2 separate regions of the Mus musculus genome follow, and region 1 is linked to region 2. Evidence: chromatin contacts called from public HiCAR-type data. All regions are on one chromosome and are shown on one strand. The core of a region is the stretch at or near the end of the contact, and the rest is flanking DNA. Distances in the headings are between cores, read along the strand shown. Region 1 holds the start of Ccdc148 (coiled-coil domain containing 148). Region 2 holds the start of Nr4a2 (nuclear receptor subfamily 4, group A, member 2).

What was found. HiCAR-type assays count read pairs that join an accessible place to other places.
Region 1: a HiCAR-type map of astrocytes shows a contact between it and region 2, with 4 times the contacts expected there. The contact joins the promoter of Ccdc148 here to the promoter of Nr4a2 in region 2. A contact is called at or near these places in 1 of 39 promoter capture datasets (embryonic stem cells) and 1 of 115 datasets of contacts at active chromatin or transcription factors (astrocytes).

The regions. Positions count from the first base shown.
Region 1 is chr2:59,157,715-59,162,275 of GRCm38.p6, forward strand. Ccdc148 (coiled-coil domain containing 148) reads right to left here and starts at 2,969. Exons shown (of 15, transcript NM_001372501.1): 1 at 2,633-2,969. Pkp4 (plakophilin 4) reads left to right here and starts at 3,136. Exons shown (of 22, transcript NM_026361.2): 1 at 3,136-3,414.
Region 2 is chr2:57,112,869-57,117,245 of GRCm38.p6, forward strand. Nr4a2 (nuclear receptor subfamily 4, group A, member 2) reads right to left here and starts at 2,170. Exons shown (of 8, transcript NM_013613.2): 1 at 1,850-2,170; 2 at 83-204.

The DNA of each region.
Region 1 (4,561 bases), core at 1,719-4,218, 2.0 Mb after region 2:
TTTTGTCAAATATTTTAATAGATAATATATTTACATATTTTATGTATTGTATACATGTTAGTTATATATAAAATTGATATGAAATACTATTAATAAAATAAATTGTTTATTAATTAAATAATTACTTAAGAAAATGATTAAATAGTAAAATGTCGAAAAATAATTAAGTTCTACAATCAGCATGTCAGAGGTAGCCATGATTTCTTGCTTACTGATGCTATAACACTGGTAAGTTTGTTTGACTAATATTTCTCATTTTAAATGTGATAAGTCTCTGTGAATGTCTTATAGTGGATACATTTATTCGTATTTAAATAGTCTCTTCTGTTTATATATATATATATATATTTTTAAAAAAACCCTACCTTCCCAAGTAATTCCAAATACTGCCAAGTTAAAAACTTGGTTTTCATTTGTTTGTTTGAGTGAGGGTTTCATGAAGCCAAGGCTGTCCTGAAACTTACTATGTGTAAAAAAGTGAAGGATGAACTTCTGAGCTAGAGCCTCTGCCTCCCAAGTGCTGCAATTATAGGCATGTAACCTACTCCTGGTCCAAAGGACACTGTTAGGTGAGAGAACTCAGTTGGCAAAGCCAGCTGAGATTCTGTGGGCAGAGGGTGTGACCTTTGGAACAATTTCAGTTGTACTCAGGGTCAAAGCAACAGGTATGAAAAAGCAGAGTTCTTCCTGTACACTGCTTCTGGGAAAGGAAAGGCCAGCATATAAAGAGGGAGGCTAAGCAGAAAAAACCAGATATTTGGGAGCCTACGGGAGAAGCTCGGGGGGGGGGGGGGAGAGCATATAAAAGGCACCCTGAGAAAGTATAAGCAACAGAGAAAAGTCCTGTTGGTGAGAGTACTGTTGTGCGCTTGGTTGCACAGTGGGAGTTGAGCAGATAAGAGGGCCAGGACCCAGGGCCTCTCATCAGATTCCCAGAATCTTAAGATCTCCTGCAAAGTGGAGGGATCCTCAGGAAGACAGACTTGACATCAGAAACGAGGCAGATGTGGGAGGGGCTCTCTAGGAGAAGTTAAGAAAAACATTTCTCCACTAAATGTAAAAAGTAATACTGAATGACAAATGAGTTAGGGGACATCCATTATTCTTGATGGGTTTCAGCAACATTTTATTCACTGACAATGGAAATGACATGTAGGTTGCACATATAAAAACAATAGAAAATTATTTGACAGATATGCGTTTTGAGAAAGATACAAAAGAAAATAATTTTTAGAGTAAAACCAAAATTGTTTTTTTTCCCCCTTCCTTCTATGAAGGACGAAAAAAAGAGACCCATTTTCTCCTTTGAGTAGGCAAATATTACATTCATTTAGTATTACTTAAATTAAGAACAAACAAATTATTGGTATCTTGACTATACATTTAAAATATCTTACTTATCTTTTCATTTTAACTTTTTCCATTCGATGAACAAACACACAATAGCAAGAAAACAACAACAAACACAAGAAAAACTCAAAAGCAGGCAATTTTCCTAATGACAAGCCATGAGATATCTTTTCCTCCAACCTTAATGTTTGCTTCTAAAATATTTAAGTGGTACATCCACATGCTCATGCATTTTGTTCTACAGTCCAATCCTGCACGGAACTGTCAATTAAAATCAAGTTTACAATAAGTACCAAGGAGATTCATTTTCCAAGCAAGTTGCCATATTAACATTTCTTAGGCTATATTTTATAGCATAAAAGCCAAAACATGCCACCCAATTAAAATTCAGAATGTAAATTAGATATATAGAGCTTGCATACACAATAATCTGCTTCTCACAACAAAATATTTGTAATGTAAAATTCCTATCAGCTTTCCCCACAAAATATAACAAGGAAAATTAATATCCCTTATTGTGAAGGGAGATAGTATAATATTTTTTTCTTTTTACTAAAGAGGATATTATGAAAATAACAAAGCCACCAAAAGAAGAAACATGAATACATCGGTGGCTATATGCTAGAGTGGTACTATTTTTAAAATATGTTATGAAGCAATATCATGTGTAAAAGTTCCAGATTAATAGCTACCATCTAATTATGAACATCACTCATCAAAAATAATTAGCACGAGCAAACTAGCACAAAATGATTTAAAATGAAAGTAGAGCACTCATTATTAAAGGTCAAGATTTGGGTGCGAATGCTCCCCTGTCCCAATTCATCATTTCCTTACCGATTTTAGTATTAATCTGGAAAACTGCCAGAAAGCAAAAATCCATCATTTGTAATCTATTTTTTTCTTTTTGAGAAATCATTGGGATGAATTCTGGCACTTCTCCAGCCTCAGACAAACTGGGAAGAGCATGCACCTGCCAAGCTCAGCACAGAAAGCACATAGTCCAAGAGGGAGGGGCGGAGGAGAGATCAGACTTGCTGTTTTGGGAAGCAGAGAACTCATTCTGTTGCGGGCTGGTCCTTTAGTACAACCCCACTCAGTTTCCTTACCAAAATACCACGTGCAAGAAATCCTGTTTTCGTTGGGAGGGGTTATAGGCTGGAAGAACCAAAAATCAGAGGAAATGTAGACTCAGGGAAGGGGGAGTGGTTGGAGAAAGAATTCAAGTGACCCTGTGACGTCAGGAAGAAGCAGAGATTTAAGGAATGGAGTGGAAACTCACCGGGCTGCACAGATCTCAAAGGTCAAAATGCATATAGCCTCGCATGCTCCCCAGATGCAGGAAAAATGAAACGCCCACTCCTGAGCTTTCAATGTAAAGTAGAAGTCCGGGGGCTCAGTTGTTTCTGCCTTTGACGCTGGGGACAAGCCCTACCATGCAGAGTCTTGGCAATACTCAAAAGCAAGACCCGCCCGATTTCAGAGCCCTCTCCCGGGAATCCCCTAATACTCCTTCCCCCCACCCCCTCCCGCGCCGGAGGCTACAGACACCTTCATCTTCACTCCCCACCTTCTCCTGGCCCTCTAGCTCTTAACAGCATCGGTCTCCATGGCGACCTGAAACCGCAGCTCCCATTGGCTCGTTCAATATGAGGGCCGGGCCAATGGGGAGGGCCGGCCCTCTCCTTCCGCCCAATGGGGCGGGCGCGGAGCCTGTCTGGGGACGGCAGCGTGCTGACGTTCCCGGGTGCCGGGACTGGCCGGGCGGGCGGGCGGGCTGGCGGCGGGGCGGCGGCCTCTGAGCAGTCTAGAGGGCTCCGGGGCTGAGTGCGCGTGGACGCCGGCCGCGGCGGCGGCACTATGGGCACGGGGTAGAGGCGAGCTGCCGCCGCCACCGGGGTGGTGGGAGAGCCTCTTCGGGGGAGGGGGCGGGAGGGGAGGGAGGGGAGGGCAGCGGCGAGGCTGCCGCACTTCGGCCAGTTTGCTCCGGTGCCGCAGCGGCGACCCTTCGGCGTGGATGTCCCTGGTCCCTGGAGCGACGACGGCCTCCGCCTGAGCTGGAAAGTAAGTGCGCGGGGCTGGCGGGAGGGCTCGGGGCTCTGGGGTGCTAGCTGCCCAGAGCGCGTCGAGCCGGGACCTGGCGGCGGCCAGGCGCCCCCCGCGGCTCCCTGGCTCGGATCTCTCGGTCCCCGCCGCGTGCTCCGCCATCCCGCCCGCCTCTCCCCTCCCCCCGGCGGCGCACAACTTTGCCCCGCACAGCTCGGCGCGGCCGCTTTTCCTCCCGCACCGCGCCACCGCTTCTCGAACTTGAGCCCCGAGGCTCCCGCGCGCCGTCGTGCCCGGGACCGGCCGTCTGTGTGTCCGTCCCTCGCTCCACCGAAGCAACCGCCAGCCGTGCCTCCCACGCTCGCCCGGCGTGTCGCCCGGGCCCCCAGAGCAGCGCTGGTGCCCGTGACGACCGCCCGGAGGGTCCAGGGCTCCCAGCTTGCAGCTGCAAACCGCACGCTCCTCCCTAGCGGGCGCCCCAGCCTTAAGGCTCCAGGCTGCCCTCCCGCGCCGCACTGCCTCCTCGCGCTGCCAGGAGTTAGAGCGAGCAGCTGCACCCAACGGAGGGTCGTGGGTCCCTGTCCCCTCTTACTCCTTGGGAAACGAGAGGGCGAGCGGCGGGACCGGGTTTTGGCGGCATAGTGACTGAGTGCGACACCCGGCGAGCGCGGGCAGCGGAGGCGCCGCGGTTGCTCCGGGCGCCGCGATAGGCAGGTGTGTGCGTCCAACGGGCGACGCGCGCTGCCAGCTTGTAGGCTGGCGACAGATTGTGCTGGAATGCAAGGAATGCACCAGGGACAGAGTCCGCACGGGCCGCGGCCGCACTAGCGCCTTCCCGGCCCTGATCTCGCCGCGTAGCCAGAGGTCACGGCGCATCTTCAGAGCTGGTAAGCCTCGTTCACTCTCCTGCCTCCGCTTCTCTCCCTGCGGCAGAGGGCGGTGGAGAGGGAAGCGCGGTAGTTTTCTTGGGGCTCCAGCCTATGGTTCTGGATTTTTTGCTGCATTGGTCTCCAGGACCGTGAATTTAGGTGTCAGTGTACCCAAGGTTATTATTGATCGTTGCAGAAGGCTCTTGGCAAGTTTGCTTTTGCAAGATTTGGATAGTGCGTGGTTTTTTTTTTTTTTTTTTTTTTTAACCAGGGTTTTCTGAATACCAGCAGAGACA
Region 2 (4,377 bases), core at 920-3,419:
GATCCTGTTGCCCTGTTTTGTTTTGTTTTTCTGAGGGTATGGGGGAACTCAGGAAAGGTAATGAAAGATAAAGCTCACTGACCTTCAGCAGAGTTATTGGAGTTTTCGAGGAAATTAAAGGTGGACAGTGTCGTAATTCAGCGAAGGACAAAGTTTCCAAGATTTTAAAAAAGAGCTATTGGGAATCCAGCCCGTCAGATCTCCCTGAAATACAGACACAGGAAGTTTCAGGATGTCTTCCCACCGAGACTTGGGCTGGGCAGATGCAGACTCACTCAGCAGGCCCTTCAAGTGCTTCCTTGGAAATGAGTGTGAAGACTTTACCCAACAGCATCTTAAAATGAAATGTGCAGAGACAAGGTGGCTAAACAGCAGATAATGCCGCTCATCTCCCAGTGTAAATCCCTGCAGAGAAAGCATCCTGTGGGGAAATTATCCCATGAGTCTACCAGATACTGATCAATATAATGAATTGGCCCCTTTGCTGTAGATGGAAGGGCCTTTGTCATTCTACTTTATGTCAAACCTAAGAAGTCTGGGTAAAGGAAAAACACAGCATCAAAGCTTCCTCTTAATATCTCTCTTAGAGTCCAGTGGACTTTTCTCTTAGAAGGAGAAAGAAAGTTAAAAGAACTCGAGAGTAAACCGTGAAAAAAAAAATACAGATCCAACCCTTAGGAAACGTTAGCAAGGCCTGGACAACCAAACAGCCAATGTGGGAGCAAGTGTGTAGCTTTAGTAATTGCTTTTGGTTCAACACAGGATCTTAAGGGACAAGCGAATTGGTGTTCCTCCAGAGAACTGGATTTTCAACATCTTTAATGGCCCAGAGGTGATGAGAGAGATCTCTACTTTACCAGGAGTATCTTGGGTCAACTGCAGAGGGAAAGAAATATTACGCATATGATATTGGCACCAAAGTTAGAAGCACTTCTCAGCACAGCAAACTGGACACCTTCTCCACAATGCTTTCCACAGGCTGCCTACTTGCTGGGACAAGGCATTCTTGTGTCCTAGCTATTTTTTTTTTCAGATGTTCCCACTTGCAAGGCATTCTAGAGCATAGACGATCTTGTTGATAAAGTAAAGAAACCTGAACACCCTCTCCTTTGCTCCCTCCCCTCTCCGCCCCCCCCCCCACTTCTTCCACAATCTTGCTTTGCTTCAAGGAGCGGAGAAGGTTAACAAGACAAACCAGAGGACTTTTGCTTTATCTCCCCACCCCCATCCGCCGCCGCCCTTGAAAATATGTCTGTTCTGGATATTAACCCGTGGCTATGTCACAGTTTCATAACCGTATTCTTTACCTCACGCACACACTGACACACTATCCAAGGACAACATATATCAAAACCAGTCATTTCAGGCAACTTCGCTACAGGACCCTCTACCGACACTACCCTTACTCGACGATATCCGGGAAACCTCCACCAGCGGGCGAGCCGAGCGACACTGTTCCCAAGCAACACGTAAACTTTCTCTCCCGGACTGTTTCCCACATGTTCGCGAGATGGAGCCTCCTCAAGCCACAATCAATTTCACACCAAGAGCAAACTTTGCGCACATCTCCACCGGCAAGTCCGCTTCTCCTAAAACTGTGGGAGTCCCCTTGCCACATCCACCAATGAGAAGCCTGGAAACCTCTGCCGGCAGCCAACTCCCCCCCCTTTACGCTAGCACCGGAGTTCCAGCAGAGGCTCGGCGGAGCTGCGCGCGCCCACTCGCCATCCCCCTTCCCCAGCCCCTTCGCGCTCCGCGGCTCGGGCGACCACTTGCAGAGAACCCGTTCCCTGGTACGCGGAGACCGGGAGGACGCGTGACCGCGGGCGGCCCCGCCGCAGCTACTCACTTGTCCGCTCTCTTCATTCATTCAACTCCGCCGAAGTGCAGTTCCCTCCGGGAGCAGAGGAGCCCGGGTCCGCGGGAGCGCTGCGGAAGCGGGGCGCGGAGAGCCACACGCAGCCAGCCCGGCCGCAGGAGAGGGAGGCAGCCAGCGGGGCCGGAGAGAGGGACGCGGAGCTGTGCGGAGCCGCGGGGCGGACTGGCCCTGGCCGCCAATGTGCCTTTGTTTATGTGGCTCGAGCTGCTGCTGCCAACATGCACCTAAAGTCTGCGCGCGTCAGCCCGCGTCAGCGGCCCGCGGTCCAATCGCCGAGCCGCCGCGCTCCCCGGACTCCTGGCCCGCGCTCGCTTTGGTATATTTCCGACCTGACGTCACGACTGGGGCTGATTTTAAGGTGGGAACGGTTCACCTTGGTAGCCCACTTGGGTGGATTTTTTTTTTTTCCGAAAGAAGTGTGACTTCTGCAACCCAGGTCCGTGAAGTCCGTGGTGATGCTACGCTCCACCTGCCCCTCCCCCGCCCCAGACCTTGCGTCCTCACACGTGGGGAGGGTGCAACAAAAGCTTGAACGGAAAAGAACACTCGCGTGGGCCAGGTAGCTAGCACCTGGGCCGAGAGGGCAGAGGTGTGCCTTGCAGCTCCCCAACATACCCTCCTCACACCCTTTAGCAGAAGTGGAGACAGTTGTCCCGTGGCTCGTAACTCTCCAAAGACTTGGGCGTTAGATGGGATTCCCCTAGTCCGTGCATCCCCCTTCTCCCTTTTTAAAAACCCACTCTTCCTCCCGCTTCGAAGGATGAGAGGTCAGGCCCTTTCCCCTTCTTTACAGAAACTAAAAAGACGTACTATCTAAAGCAATGTGGGAGGAAGGAGGGTAGACAGTGAGCCAAGTCTTAGAGGACCCCACAAGTAGGAGTGAACTGTTGCCAGCTTTCTCTCGCAGACAATACATTAAAGGATCCGGCAACAGGTGCGCCTCCAGCCCAGAGGTGATCTGAACCATCGCCCCCAAGCCCCTCGGTCAACTCTTGACAGAGTTGACATTTCGCTGTGCCCACCAAGCCCTTCAGTCCCTTTCACAGGTTTCTGAAACGCAGGGGCTGTCGTGCCTGCAACCAAGAAGAAAGCATGGAGGGAGAAGCAGCAAGGGGAGTGGAGCTCGAGGCGGGGTGGGTCTCGCCCAAAACGGAGAGTATGTGCCCATTGCCCCAGCCCAGGGTCCGGGTGAACTGTGGGAGCGTGCCCTACCCCCGCGTTCCTCTCAATCGCCTCCAGCTCCGCTCTGCAAGACAATCCGCTCCCCCTCCTCCCAAGCGCGTGGATCTTTCTAGCAAAGGAATCGCAGATCCTCCAGAGGGCTAACCCTACTCCCAGTACCCCCGTGAAGCTGGCCAGACAGGCCTCTTCGGGTTTCTCTCAAGACCAGGAAGGGACTGAGGCCAAGGGAGAGCGACTTTGTAGGGTCCCCTTCTTCTCCCAGGACAGCGCTCCTCCTCCCCTTCTCCCGAGCGTTGGCTCGCTCCCAAGCTACCCGGGCGAGCGGTGTGTGTGTGTGTGTGTGTGTGTGTGTGTGTGTGTGTGTGTGTGTGTGCGCGTGCGTGTGTGTGTGTGTGTGTGTGTGTGTGTGTGTGCAATATACACCTCGGCCCCCTCTCGGTGATCCTAACACCCCGGGAGAACACCGCGGAACTCTCGGGGTTGTGGGGTTGCTCATTCCTAGCCTGCACCTCCGCCTTTGCCAGCTCCAAGCTGAGCGAGCCTGTGGCTGCAGAGGCGTTGCCATCGGGTGCCCTGCGGCTGCCCAGACAAGCCGCGGGCTCCACTGTGCATCGGCCTCCGGGAAACCTACGTGACCACCTTAAGTTTCCCCCAGATGTTGCGGCTGCCTCTCCAGCTGCTGCCGCTACGGCTCAGCGGTGCCCTAATGGGCGCGAGGAAAAAAAAAAAAAAAAAAATCCAGGAAGTGGGGGTGCAAGAGGGGGGCAGGGTGAAGAACAACTTATTAGTGTGAGCTCGGCAGCGTCAGCGCCCCGTGGGCAGGAGCGATTCCACGCGAACGAAAGGGAAAAAGTGAGAGTTTGGAGAGCAATGGAGAAGGAAGGGGTGGGGGTGGCGGTGACGCAGGGGCGCAGGCATTGACGCACCGGCCAGGCTGGGCCCAAAATAGAAGCAACTCCAGCTCACAGGCGCCCTCCCGGGTTCCCTTCCCCTTCCGTGAGGGAGCAGGGTGCGGTCACCAGGAGCTTTCCTTGATCCTCGCGGTGGGCCAGGTTCCCGGCAGCTATCTTCAGACAGTCGGAAACCCAAGCTTAGCGACACTGGGGTGGAAGTTATTATTTTTTAATACAGTTCCAGGAGAGCGGGTATCAGGAGTTTAAGGTCGTAGCCACAGACCTCCCTACACAAAAGCGGCTAAGTAGATATGTTGCCCTCTGCAAGCTTCTCTCCCCGAGTCATTAAAAACACATTCAGTTTAGGTTGAGTTGAGTCTGGGGACATTTTAAAAATGCTCTCCTAGAGTGAGGAAAGAGGGC